Regions from separate parts of the Sus scrofa genome. Here region 1 is linked to region 2. The links are chromatin contacts, called in public HiChIP or PLAC-seq maps. All regions are on one chromosome and are shown on one strand. Each heading gives the region's core, a stretch centred on a gene start, on an enhancer-like site or on the middle of the called end of the contact. The rest is flanking DNA. Distances are from core to core; before and after follow the strand shown.

Evidence for each region. HiChIP or PLAC-seq counts read pairs in DNA pulled down with a chosen protein or histone mark.
Region 1: an H3K27ac HiChIP or PLAC-seq map of alveolar macrophages shows a contact between it and region 2. The contact joins two enhancer-like sites. A contact is called at or near these places in 1 of 47 Hi-C or Micro-C datasets (embryonic fibroblasts) and 1 of 2 datasets of contacts at active chromatin or transcription factors (alveolar macrophages).

The regions. Positions count from the first base shown.
Region 1 is chr1:161,227,501-161,234,097 of Sscrofa11.1, forward strand. No RefSeq gene overlaps it. Among named protein-coding and RNA genes, the nearest start is that of PMAIP1, 43 kb to the left of the region's middle. Within about 2 kb of position 1,756, at least 1 of the 83 cell types and tissues checked has an H3K27ac peak or open chromatin away from gene starts, as enhancers often do. A contact at or near this core is called in alveolar macrophages, where this site is marked.
Region 2 is chr1:161,033,632-161,040,195 of Sscrofa11.1, forward strand. No RefSeq gene overlaps it. Among named protein-coding and RNA genes, the nearest start is that of PMAIP1, 150 kb to the right of the region's middle. Within about 2 kb of position 2,495, at least 8 of the 83 cell types and tissues checked have an H3K27ac peak or open chromatin away from gene starts, as enhancers often do. A contact at or near this core is called in alveolar macrophages, where this site is marked.

The DNA of each region.
Region 1 (6,597 bases), core at 506-3,005, 190 kb after region 2:
TCCTCACTACTTCCCCTGTGGTGCTGCCTCATTCAAATCAATTTTAGTTCAAATAAACTCTAAATTTTATACTAGGTTGTAGTTTATCACCTAACAGTTCTCAATCATGTACCATGTCAGCATGAATTCATGGATGTTCGTTTTATACTTAGGGTCATAATCCAAAACAGTTTTATTTACTTTTTGCTCCACCTGAAACAGCGTTGGCCCTGGAGATCTTCCAATGCTTCCTGTGTCCTTTTATATACTGCCATCCTTGTGGGGGTTTGGGTTAGGTTTTTTAAATTTTGTTTCAAACTCTTTCTCACTTTCTGGTGGAGTAAGACGCTCTTGGCTCATCTGGTATAGTTGCTGGCTGAGTCCTAGACTCAGCCATTTTTCCAAGGAGCTCTGCTGCCTTGAATTGGAGAATGAGATTTGAAACCAAGCTCTGAGGGCTACGTATGCTAGCTGCCACTGGAGTGTCATTCCTTCTAGGCCCTCTCATCCGACAGAGGAAGGAAATATATGTGTGTATACTAAACTCTGTATTTACACCTATGTATAAATATTTCCCTGTGTAATCACCTGTGTCTACATGACTCTGAACATGAGTTCACACTGATGTCGGCAATTCAAGTCCATTACCACATGCTCCCCTTGCTTATCTGTAACCTCTTGTTCCAGCAGTGAGAGGCCTGACTCCTACCACCTGCCATCTACTTAACTTCATTCTTTATTGACGTTTTAAAGATGTTGGTATTTTTAAATGTTTAAATTTTCAAAGAATTCTAAATGTGGGTATTCATTACTGCCATTATTCTTTTGATGCTCAAAACGTCCCAAATTTGGCCAGTGGGATCCCTTCCAAGCTGGGTCCTATTACACATCCCTTCAGTCTTTGAGCATCTCATTGCTTTCAGCACAAGCAGATATTCTAGATTCACCTGTGGTTTATTTTAGGCATAAAATCAGTCATGTTTTCAAGGACCCCTAATGCCTTTTAATAAGGAAGTTATTGGATTTAGAAAACAAGACCAGGGTGCCTGGCGTGTAAATTGCTACTGACTTTTTACTATTTTTCAGCCTTTTTAGTGGGCAGAACCCATCATATCTATACAACAGCTTCAATCTTCTGAGTGATGTAGGAATCAAAGGCTCCAGTGACTGGTTTAAAGGTCTCAAATCTACATTTCCCTTTGTCAGAACAGATTTTCTTTTACCCTGAATTTCTGTCTCTTAGGTTGCAAATCTGGGGTACCTAAAATGTTAATTTGGATTTGATGTAAGGATCATATGCTACATACAATATAATTAATCTTTGAGTGAAATGGTTTTTTTTTTCCTTCCTTTTTAGGGCCGTTTCCATGGCATATGGAAGTTCCCAGGGTAGGGGTTGAATTGGAGCTACAGCTGCCGGCCTACACCACAGCTCACAGCAACACAGGATCCTTAATCCACTGAGCGAGGCCAGGGATGGAACCCTCATCCTCACGGATACTAGCCGGGTTGGTTAGCTCTGAGCCATGTTGGGAACTCCAAAATAAAATTTTAAAATACTCCTTTGAGAAGTTGTTTGAGGTTACCAGAATAACTCTTATGTATAAAGTAGATACCACAAATCTAGACACAGATACCACTGGTTATCATTCCAAACGACATCTTAAAGGCGGGAAAGCTAATTATGATCTAGGGATGCTAAAGGCCATCTTGGAGCAGCCTAGTTATTAAGCTTTCTGGCAAGTGTTCCAGTCCAAGATTATGTTTCTGCAGCATTTCTGCCCTCTAGTGGCCAAATCATGGCAGTGGAAAAGGTGGAGAAAAGTACACTGAAACACAATCAGGAGTAGATCTGTACCCATTTCAGTGTGTAAAACTAGTCCTGCCAAAAAGATATCTAGTCTCCTAATCATCTTGTAGAAATAATTAGAAGATTAGTCAATTAAAAGGTACAAAATAAGATGGGAATCTCACACATAACTACAGGTTTTGTTTGTTGTTTTTACTTACTGGCAAAATTTGAAATACTGCCCAAACTCAGGAAAGGCACATGAAAAATGAATAAGCAAGATCTATTTCTGGGAGAAGAAGTGGGTATAACCTTTCAAGAAGATACTTTGGCCATAGGGTTCAACATGTGACATGTTAATATTGTTTGACCTAGGGATTCCATCATTATTATGAAGAATCTATTCACACAAAAGCCGAAAGATGTATGTATATAGGAGAACATTCATAGTTTACAAGGAAAACATTGAAAATGACCAATGTTCCAAAATAAACATCTGATTAAATAAATATGGTTCATACATACAGTGGAATATTGTAGATCTGTACCTGACAATAAATTGCTGAGTGAAAACAGATTATAAGAATAAATAAGAGTTCCCATTGTGACTCAGCAATTAACGAATCTGACTAGCATCCATGAGGATGCGGGTTCGATCCTTGGCCTCGCTCAGTGGGTTAAGGATCCTGTGTTGCCCTGAGCTGTGTTGTAGGTCACAGATGCAGTTCGGATCTGGCATTGCTGTGGCCAGCAGCTACAGTTTCGATTCAACCCCTAGCCTGGAAACCTCCATATGCCGAGGGTGTGGCCCTAAAAAGCAAAATAAATAAATAAATAAATAAAAGTTTTGTATTTATTAAAGATATATGTCTGTGCATGTTTGTATATGTATAACACAGGAAGATGTCTGCAAGAATGAATACTAGATAGAATGTTCACAGTGGTTGTCTCTGAATTTGAATTGTAGGTAATTTTTACCATCTTCTTTGTATTTTTTTGTATTTTTTAAATAAATAGATGAACAAGTACTTTTTTTTAGATTAAAAAAGTGCTATATTTAAAATTAAGCAGGAGTCCTTTTGTGACACAGCAGGTTAAGGACGCAGTGTTATCACTTTAGTGGCTTGGATGGTTGCTGTAGCTTGGGGTTTGATCCCTGGCCTGGGAACTTCCCTGTGCGATAGGCACGGCCCAAAATAAATCAAATCAAATCAAAAAGAATAAATACAATTGGTGACTTAAACAGTAAATAAATGAAATTTCACATTTTGTTAAAAATTGTTTTCTTAAAACCCATGCTGAAATATTACCCATGAATAAAAAGAAATGAACTACTGATTCATGGAACCACACTTTTTGTCTCAAAAACATCATGCAGTGTGAAATAAGCTGGACATACTTTCATTTATATCCCATTATAAAGGAGGTGGAACAAATCTGTATTGATGGTAAACACATCAATGGTCATCCGGGGCTCTGGGTCTGGATTCACTTCGAAGAGACACATGCAAAAAATTTTTGGAGTGATGGAAATATGCTATAGCTTGATTGGAGTGTGACTACACAGGTGAAATATATTATGCAACCGTACACTGGAGATGGATCCATCGAACACATTAAAGCCAAGCTGCTCACCAGAATCTCCACGGCTCATGGAGACAGTGTGATTGTCTTGGCATCCCTAATCTCTAGCTGGGTGGATTTTTGTTTGTTTGTTTTTTTGTCTTTTTGCCATTTCTTGGGCCGCTCCTGCGGCACATGGAGGTTCCCAGGCTAGGGGTCGAATCGGAGCTGTAGCCACCAGCCTACACCAGAGCCACAGCAACGTGGGATCCGAGCCGCGTCTGCGACCTACACCACAGCTCACGGCAATGCCGGATCATTAACCCACTGAGCAAGGGCAGGGATCGAACCCGCAACCTCATGGTTCCTAGTCAGATTCGTTAACCACTGTGCCACGACAGAGCAAGGGCAGGGATCGAACCCGCAACCTCATGGTTCCTAGTCAGATTCGTTAACCACTGTGCCACGACAGGAACTCCTCAAGCTGGGTGTTTTAGACAAGACAGGCCCCAGGCACCCTGGAAATGGGTAAGATATATACTTCCTTCTCCCAAGAACCCACTTCAGTCCCTCATTCCATCCATGACTTCAGACAATAGTATTTTTCACCCCTTCCTAATAAGCAAATGTCCTGGAGCTTTCATTCAGAGAAAGGTGAACATTGTTATAACCAGTATAATGTTTTATACTGCTGGGGGAGGGGAGGGCCACCCTGGGGTGGGGCGGGGGGGGGGAGGGGGAGTGGTTTATCTGTTTATCTGGATTACAATCTAAAGCTGAGGCTAGAGAAAGGAAACCCAGTGAAAGTCAGTAGGGAGAAGCTTCTATGTCGTCAGGGACTTTGGAAGAGCCTACAAGGAGTAGCCCATCTAAGGGTTAACATACCTGGCTTGGGGCCCACTACATCAGTCTAGAGCCTTAGAGCTGCAAAGGACCTCACAAATCATCTGGTATATCCATTCATGGGTTTGGAATCCCAGTTCCTGAAGGCCTCCTGAGGCAAAAAGTGAAGATACAGAAGGGAGCTAGCAAACAGGTCCATCCTCAGGTTGCTGACTGTCATTGTAGGAGATTCCAAGATGGCCATTACAGGTCAGGAATCATCACCTGAATTCTCCAGCCCCTCAAGGCCAATGCCCACAGAAGACCTGGGTGGGAGGGAGAATCACTGGACCTGTCTCCACACATGGTTTGAGGTAGCACTGCCAGCCACACAGGGGCAGGAGCAAAGAAGTTAATCCACTCTGCCCTAGATTTTACTGCTAGAAATCTGGAAAAAGAAAAGATAAGTGATTCTTCTATTGTTTTAAGGCTGGGCAACTCTAAGGAATTTGTTCAGAGGTATGCTAGATAAATTCACAGTTACAAGGGAAGATCCTGTTTTCAGACAATGATCTGTCTACCTGTATTCATTCCAAGGTCACTCTTATCCTCCTGTTTTTGATCCAAGTTACATTTTTAAAGGAAAGAATAAATGTTTATTTCACAAGGATAGCACAGTGAACTCACTTTTGTAACATCTGAACTGCTATTTCCTGGAAGAAACTTGGAAGACAGAATAGAATAGATGGGAAAAAAATTAAAAAAAAAAAATCTCAAGACCTTTATAAAAGATAGCAAAATGACTTCACTCTAATTGGCTGGGTTTGGGCCTGTGAAATTACTACAAGTACTAAATATTCTTTTTAAAAGTCAGGTTTAAAACTTAACACTCAGAGTTCCCATTGTGGTGTAACAAACTGGCATCCATGAAGATGCAGGTTCGATCCCTGGCCTCGCTCAGTGGGTTGGGGATCCAGTGTTGCTGTGATCTGTGGTGTAGGTCAAAGATGCAGCTCAGATCCTGAGTTGCTCCGGCTGTGGTGTAGGCTGGCAGCTGTGGCTCCAATTCATCTCTAGCCTGGAAACTTCCAAATGCTGAGGGTGCAGCCCTAAAAAACAAAACATGCAAACAAACAAACAAGCAAAACTTACAATCAAATTACATTCAATGAAGTTTACTCTTTTTATGTGTATAGTTCTATGGATTTTGACATATGAATACAGTCATATAGACTCCACCAGAATGGAGGGGGCAAATATTCCTACCGCCCCAAAAAGTTTCCCCATGCCCCTTTGAAATCCCAAGATACAGCACTTTGGAGATGAACAAAAATTCCAGTTGAAATGTCTCAGGAACCCAAGTTTTTTCACCTGGGAGATCATTTGCAAAAATCCGATATGCACCAGGCAACCAGCTTGTTTGTTGTTGTTTTTGTTGTTTCTTCTCCTCTGTAATCCCTGCTGTTCTTCCCCAGGAGCTCATCAGCCTTAAGTGATTTTTAGCAGGGCAATATTGTTCTTTTTGCTTTGCAAATTTACTTTAGATTTAAATGAGAATTAGAATGAATTACAATGGGAGTAAAAACAAAAACAAAAACAAAACCAAAACCTCTTCACCCACTGTCTAATTCTAAAACAACACAACATTATTGACCAAAGAAGAAGAAGGAAAAAAAAAAGAAAAAGGATGGGTGGGTACCTAAATTGTAATCAGGCTGCTGGAGTTTGCTTAATTCTTATTAGGAGGCAGGCAGGGTGGCGATGCTTGGTTGGGGGAGGGGCAGCTCTGGGGCCCACTGCCTTTCCAGGGCTTCTCATCACCACCAGTCCCCCAGAAACTCCCCAGGAACAAAATCATATTGGAGCAAACAGAATGGGAAAGGATATACAAGTATTTTCACCAGTACTTTCACCTGGAGTCACAGTTCTGCCAGTCATGGAAATTCCCCCGGAATTTTCATTTCTTTAAAAGACTGTTGATTTCAGAATACTATCAACAATTGCTAGTTTCCAGGGTCCCTGGTAACACTAAATACAATTCTCTTTTGCTTTTGTGAAAAGATTAGGTGGAGCTTTCGTTTCAAGATGTGTAAATTTTGAGGTGTGTTGAGATAACTAGTCAAAACATCCCTCCATCCGTGTTTCATGGATGGTGGTCTTTAGAGACCAATGGGAGGGGGTGGGGGAGCTGCCTGTTTAGACCACCAGGGTCTTTTATTTAAATTAGCAGGATGCATAGAAGTGGTTCCTCCTGAGTGATCAGTGAAAATCAAGATGAAGAAAGATAGTTAATACTACCAAGTCCTTGGAGGGCTTTTTGCAAAAATGCTTTAGCATCAGAGTGACTTGATAGCAAGCATTAGAACATCTAGCTGAAAATGGTTTAAACTCAGGGTAACGGGTTGTTATCTCAGATGATAAGAACCCTGTGGGTCATTGGGTCC
Region 2 (6,564 bases), core at 1,245-3,744:
GAAATTCATTTACCAGGACACTATACATGCATTCAAAATTATTTACAAAGTGTCTACTAAATGCCAAACTAGGTAAGGCACTGTGATACAGAAGTGGGTGGACACAGTCCCTAACTATGAAGGGTGAGCAGTCTGTAAATAAGAAAATCTATATTTAAAAATTTTTAAAAAGAAAGAAGGAAAACCTACTGGATTTTATGTATTATCTCATTCTCTGTGTTGGAGACTGGTATTCTTGTATGCCTGTGAAACAGACTCCTGCATTTAGGAAAAGCATGTGTTAAACTTAATTCTCCTTCTTAAGAGCATTACTTCCTAGTAGAGAATATTCTCAGATAAAAAATGACTATTTTTGGGAGTTTCCATCATGGTGCAGTGGTTAACGAATCTGACTAGGAACCATGAGGTTTCAGGTTTGATCCCTGGCCTTGCTCAGTGGATTGGGGATCTGACGTCACCATGAGCTGTGGTGTAGGTTGCAGACGTAGCTCAGATCCCGAGTTGCTGTGGCTCTGGTGTAGGCCGGTGGCTACAGCTCCGATTAGACCCCTAGCCTGGGAACCTCCATATGCTGCGGGAGCTGCCCTAGAAAAGGCAAAAAGAGAGACAGACTATTTTTAAATAGGCAAAATCCTCTACATATTTTCGTGGCCTCTTCAACATGGTTTTTCTTTCTTTATATCCACTTCCTATATCCAACATCATTTCCTCTTTTGTAAAAAATGCAGCAGAATTTCTTTGCTGTGGAACAGTGACCCCAATTTAGTATAGGTCATGTTGCTTAGAGCATGAAACGGGTGTGCTAATGGGAAAATTTATCTGACAAATTTCTTCCCAGTTTGGGGTTTATCATATCATCATAATTACATCCATTTACTTTGTTAGATCAGTTTAGGTTTACATTTTCCCTTCTTTATTATCAGCCTCTTGATGTATTTATTTCACCTGTGATACAATATAACTGAAAAAAATTGTAGCTAACATTTTTGCCTTGGTTAAAAGCAGTGTTTGTAAATGGATGGTTTCTTCTTCTAGGTATAACTAATAAAGAATGTCAATCAAACACTACTGAATTTAGAATGTAAAAAATAGTTGTTAGAGGTCAACAGATAAAGAATTGCTACATTGCTTGAAGTGACAGGTAAACACTATCAAAAAGCATAGTCAATTCAAATTCATAATATGAGTGATCTGATCAGTTATTGGGTATGGTCTTTTACACAGGGGATTCTATTAACCTGGGGATTATTATAGACACAAGAAAAACATTTTGAAATACTAGCAAGAGCCCTGGATTAGGAGTTGGGAGATAAAAATCACTAAGCAGTTTTGCAGTCCCCAATCTTTTGATCTCTGTGCCTTAGTTTCCTCTTTTGAAAAACAGAGTTGTCTCTTGCCCATGAATCTTGTAAGGATTTTGAGAGAATATAATGAGAGAGAACTTTGAACATTACAGGAATCATATCTAGTCAAATGCTTTAAAATTTGATAGAAGTGGAATTCCCATCATGGCTCAACAGAAATGAACGGGCCTAAGGATCCATGAGGATGCAGGTTTCAATCCCTGGCCTCGCTCAGTGGGTTAAGGATCCAGCATTGCTATGAGCTATGGTGTAGGCCATAGACACAGCTCAGATTTGGCATTGCTGTGGCTGTGGTGTAGGCCAGCAGCTGCAGCTCTGATTCAACTCCTAGCCTGGGAACTTCCATATGCTGCTGGTATGGCCCTAAAAAGCAAATATATATATATTTGTCCAAATATAAGATACTTGTTACTATCATACTTATGATTTCATTACTTTTAGGCAAATATTAACATTAGAAGAGTCTTTTAAAATTTGCAGAATCATAAAAAGACAAGATTCACTGAAATCATATGAATCAATTAAACAGGATATTTATAGTTAAAACAGTCCATAAATGGTACCTTATAAAGATGGATTTTTATGGGATTAAAATATGCCGCCTCATTACTGATTGCAAATTAGGAACTGAGAGTAATTGTGTTTTTGTTTCTCAAGTAGAAATATCTCTTTCTGGCCATGCATCTGTGAAGACTTAGTGGATTTTGTTCTTCTGATTTCTCCAAGAAAGTCCCCAGCTTATAAATGGATTAGATTCCAAAAGTACATTTTATATAAGCAGGTTTTTGGGAACAAAGAAAACCTAGAGAACTTCTTTGAACTAAAAGGAAAAAAACTCTTCATGCCTGGGGATTTTCCAGCTTCTTGCATTTGCTCATACTTTCCCATCTGACTACAATGAGTTTGAATTCTACTTATTCATCAAAACCCAAGACTGTGAGTACTCTGAGAACAGGGATTGTATCATATTCATTTATGGGAACTGAAGTGCCCCTCGTTTTCCAGCTCACTGGAGCCACCCATTCCTTTAACGTACGAACGTAATAGCAAGACTCCCCCACTACCCACACACCCCACTGCCAGCAAGACTGTGAGATCCAGCTGTTACTCAGAGCTTCCTGTGGAAGTGCCCTGCCTTTGGTCCTGGTTGTGGCTTGTCCTTCTCTGGTCTGCTGCCGTAGATTGCTGTGTAAGTTTCCCTTAAGCACTGGCCCAGTGCCACCAGTTACCCAACAGGAAGCTGTGGAGAATGAGCAAACGTCAGTGCCCATAATGCTGCAGAAAAGGAGTATTTGAATTGGGTGTCAGATTGTGTGTTCCTAGAGGCCATTTGCCACGCCCTTCACAGGGTGTTTATTGCCATCTCTTCTTGTCCATCTTCTGTTGCTTTGACCTCTGACACCCACTTTTCTTTTCCCAATGGGAATCTCCATCAGTTCTGCCATGGTTCTCAAAGCCCAGGTCCATTGATAGATAAACCAACAAGAAAAGAAAGTCATTTGATATAATCTCTCAGAAATCTGTTGCCATCTCTATCCCCACTAATTTACACAATAGAGAGAGCCCTTAGTTAGCATCTCTACCAAAAGCTCTGGATTACTTTACCAATGTTTAGAGCTGCCTCAAAACTGCAGCAAAGCAGGACTCATAGCTGCAAAACTGCAAGAACCCATTAGAGTGTTTCCAGAGAACAAAGAGGAAATTGGCTTTTCTGACCTTAGAAATCACAAGAAATCAATTGCTTTCTAGCCATTTAGAAATAGTAATTTTGTCATTTTTTTTTTTTTTTTTGCTTTTTAGGGCCACACGTCCAGCATATGGAGGTTCCCAGGCTAGGGGTCTAATCAAAACTACAGCTGCCGGCCTATGCCACAGCCACAGCAACACCAGATCTGAGCCACATTTGTGACTTTCATCACAGCCCACAGCAACACCAGATCGTTAACCACTGAGTGAAGCCAGGGATCGAACCCACAACCTCATGGTTCCTAGTCAGATTCATTTCCCCTGCACCACAACAATCACTCCAATTTTGTCTTGTTTTTAATGATCAGGAGTTCAGAAAAGTTTGCTACATTTATCTCCATCATGGGCCCAGTTGATACTATGCACAGGAGGAATGTTTGCAGATGAATAATTGAATGAATAAGCAATAATTGGTGTTCATCAAGAACAAGTGTTTCCTGAAGTTCTCTCGTGGCATAGCAGGCATTGTTACTGCAGTGCCTGGAGATGCTATTGTGGCGTTAGTTCAGTTCCTGTCCGGGAACGTCCACGGGCCCCAAAAAAAATGATCAATCTTATCTTAATCGTCCTTGTTGGAAGGTGCTTCACTGTGACTAACATTAACATCTTTTTTTTTTTAACCATTTTATTTATTTATTTATTTATTTTTTATTATTCAAATGAATTTATCACATCTGTAGTTGTATAATGATCATAACAATCTGATTTCACAGGCTTTCCATCACACAGCCCAAGCATATTCCCCCACCCCCCAAACTGTCTCCTCCAGAAACCATAAGTTTTTCAATGTCTGTGAGTCAGCATCTGTTCTGCAAAGAAGTTCAGTCTGTCCTTTCTTCAGATTCCACATGTCAGTGAAAGCATTCGATGTCTCATTGGATGGCTGACTTCACTTAGCATGATAGTTTCTAGGTCCATCCATGTTGCTAAAAATGCTGGTATTTCACTCTTTTTAGTGGCTGAGTAATATTCCATTGTGTATATGTACCACATCTTCTGGATCCACTCCTCTGTCGATGGACATTTAGGTTGTTTCCAGGTCTTGGCTATTGTAAATAGTGCTGCAATGAACTTTGGAGTACATGGGTCTTTGCGAGTCGTGGTTTTCTCTGGATAGATGCCCAGGAGTGGGATTGTTGGATCAAATATTTAGTTTTCTGAGGAATCTCCATCCTGCTTTCCACAGTGGTTGCACCAATTTACAATCCCACCAACAGTGTACTTGGGTTCCTTTTTCTCCACACCCTCTCCAGCACTTATTGTTTGTAGACTTGGATGATGGCCATTCTGGCTGGTGTAAGGTGGTACCTCATCGTGGTTTTGATTTGCATTTCTCTAATAATGAGTGATGTTGAACATCTTTTCATGTGTTTCTCGGCCATCTGTATGTCTTCTTTGGAGAACTGTCTGTTTAGATCTTCTGCCCATTTTTGGATGGGGTTGTTTTTTTGTTGTTGAGCTGCAGAAGGTGTTTATAAATTTTGGAGATTAATCCCTTGTTAGTCAATTCACTTGCAAAGATTTTCTCCCATTCTGTGGGTTGTCTTTTCAGTTTGTTTAGGGTTTCCTTTGCTGTGAAGAAACTCTGAAGTTTGAATAGGTCCCATTTGTTTATTTTTCTTTTTATTGTCAATACTCTGATAGGTGGATCTGAGAAGATGTTGCTGTCATTTATGTCAGAGAGTGTTTGGCCTATGTTTTCCTCTAAGACCTTGATAGTGTCTGGTCTTATATCTAGGTCTTTAATCCATTTGGAGTTTATTTTTGTGTATGGTGTTAGGGAGTGTTCTAATTTCATTCTTTTCCATGTGGCTGTCCAGTTTTCCCAGCACCACTTATTGAACAAGCTGTCCTTTCTCCATTTGTATATCCTTGCCTCCTTTGTCATAGATTAGTTGGCTATAGGTTCGTGGGTTTAATTCCGGGCTTTCTATCCTGTTCCACTGATCTATATTTCTGTCTTTGTGCCAGTACCATGTGGTTTTGATGACTGTGAAGTCTGGAAGCCTGATTGCTCCAGCTCCATTTTTCTTTTTCAGGATGTCTTTGGCTATTCTGGGTCTTTTGTGCTTCCAAACAAACTTTAAAATATTTTGTTCGAGTTCTGTGAAAAATGTCCTTGGTAATTTGCTAGGGATTGCATTGAATCTGTAGATTGCCTTAGGTAGTATAGTAATTTTCTAATTTGTTTTATCACTTCCCAACTTGCATTATGTTTTTTGTGTGTGTGTGTCCATTTCATGTTCCCTTCTCTAATATGAGTGTACTGAGAAGAGTAAACATGTTTTCATCATTGTATATTTCATCCATATTACATAACTTCCCACATATTCTGTGTTTTAGTGATTATGTTCCTAGGTAGACCTGTTTATTTGTACCTCCTTCTGTCCATCCATCCATTTCTTAATTAGAGCTGCATAACAAGAGAAGTGTTCTGTATGTTGCTTAAAGATACAAGCATGGAACAGCAGCTTCTCTGTATAAAGGAAAATAATATCATAAGGTAGTTGTTCAGAATTGAATGAGTGGATGCACGCAAAATGCTTAGCACAGAGCTGGATCCAAATCAGCCCTAAGAGTATGCTGGCTATGACTGTGGTTGTTATTAATTCAAGAAGAAAAAAAAAAGGAAAGTATCTATTTTGGGACCTATTGGGTACCAATGACAAAAAAAAAAAAGTGTTTTTAGTCTATAGGGATGCAAATCTAGTGGGAGAGACAGACAAGTAAAGGGAAATACATTGACGGTGAAGAGTACTTCTGCTTGTGTGCAGAGTGAACTACAAGAGCACAGAGGTGGGGCTTTAACCCAGCCTGGAAAGATGAGCCAGAGAGTTTTCCTCAAAGAGTGATTCCTAAGCAAATTGAAACTGAAACATAGTTACCAGAAATAATCACTGGAAAATACTTATTCAATATAAGTAATTGAGCAAAACAGGGGGGGGAAATGGTAAAATTTGAGTAAAAAGTCATCTTTCAATACAGATTTAAAGTTGGCAGTTGTGAAAGTAATAATTACATAAATGATTCTTGCTGTTTTATGTCATTAGGCAGAAAAATTTAGAATCCCAGGGCAATGCAGAACCCCAGGTATGGCACAACCCAGAAGAAGTGGCTTATATGAACAAAGGGCAAAGTGGGGTTTGACCAGATTCCACACCCATAATGTGCATTCATGGCCAAACACTCTTAGGCTTCTAGAGCAGGGACTGAAAACCAGTTTCTTGAAGCTGGCCTACAGCAGAGAGAACTCAGGATGGAAGCTGTGGCCTTCTGCGCATGTGGCCACCTCGATTTAGGGGGCAGACAGACTTTGGGTAGGAAAGAAACCCTTTACAAATGGACAAGCCCTGGGTTTCTTGGTTAAGAAACTGTACAGACCTAGCAAAGCCCAGCCTGCAGGTGACAAGATTTTATAATTGAGGGAGGGACAGACAAGGATAGAAAAATTTGG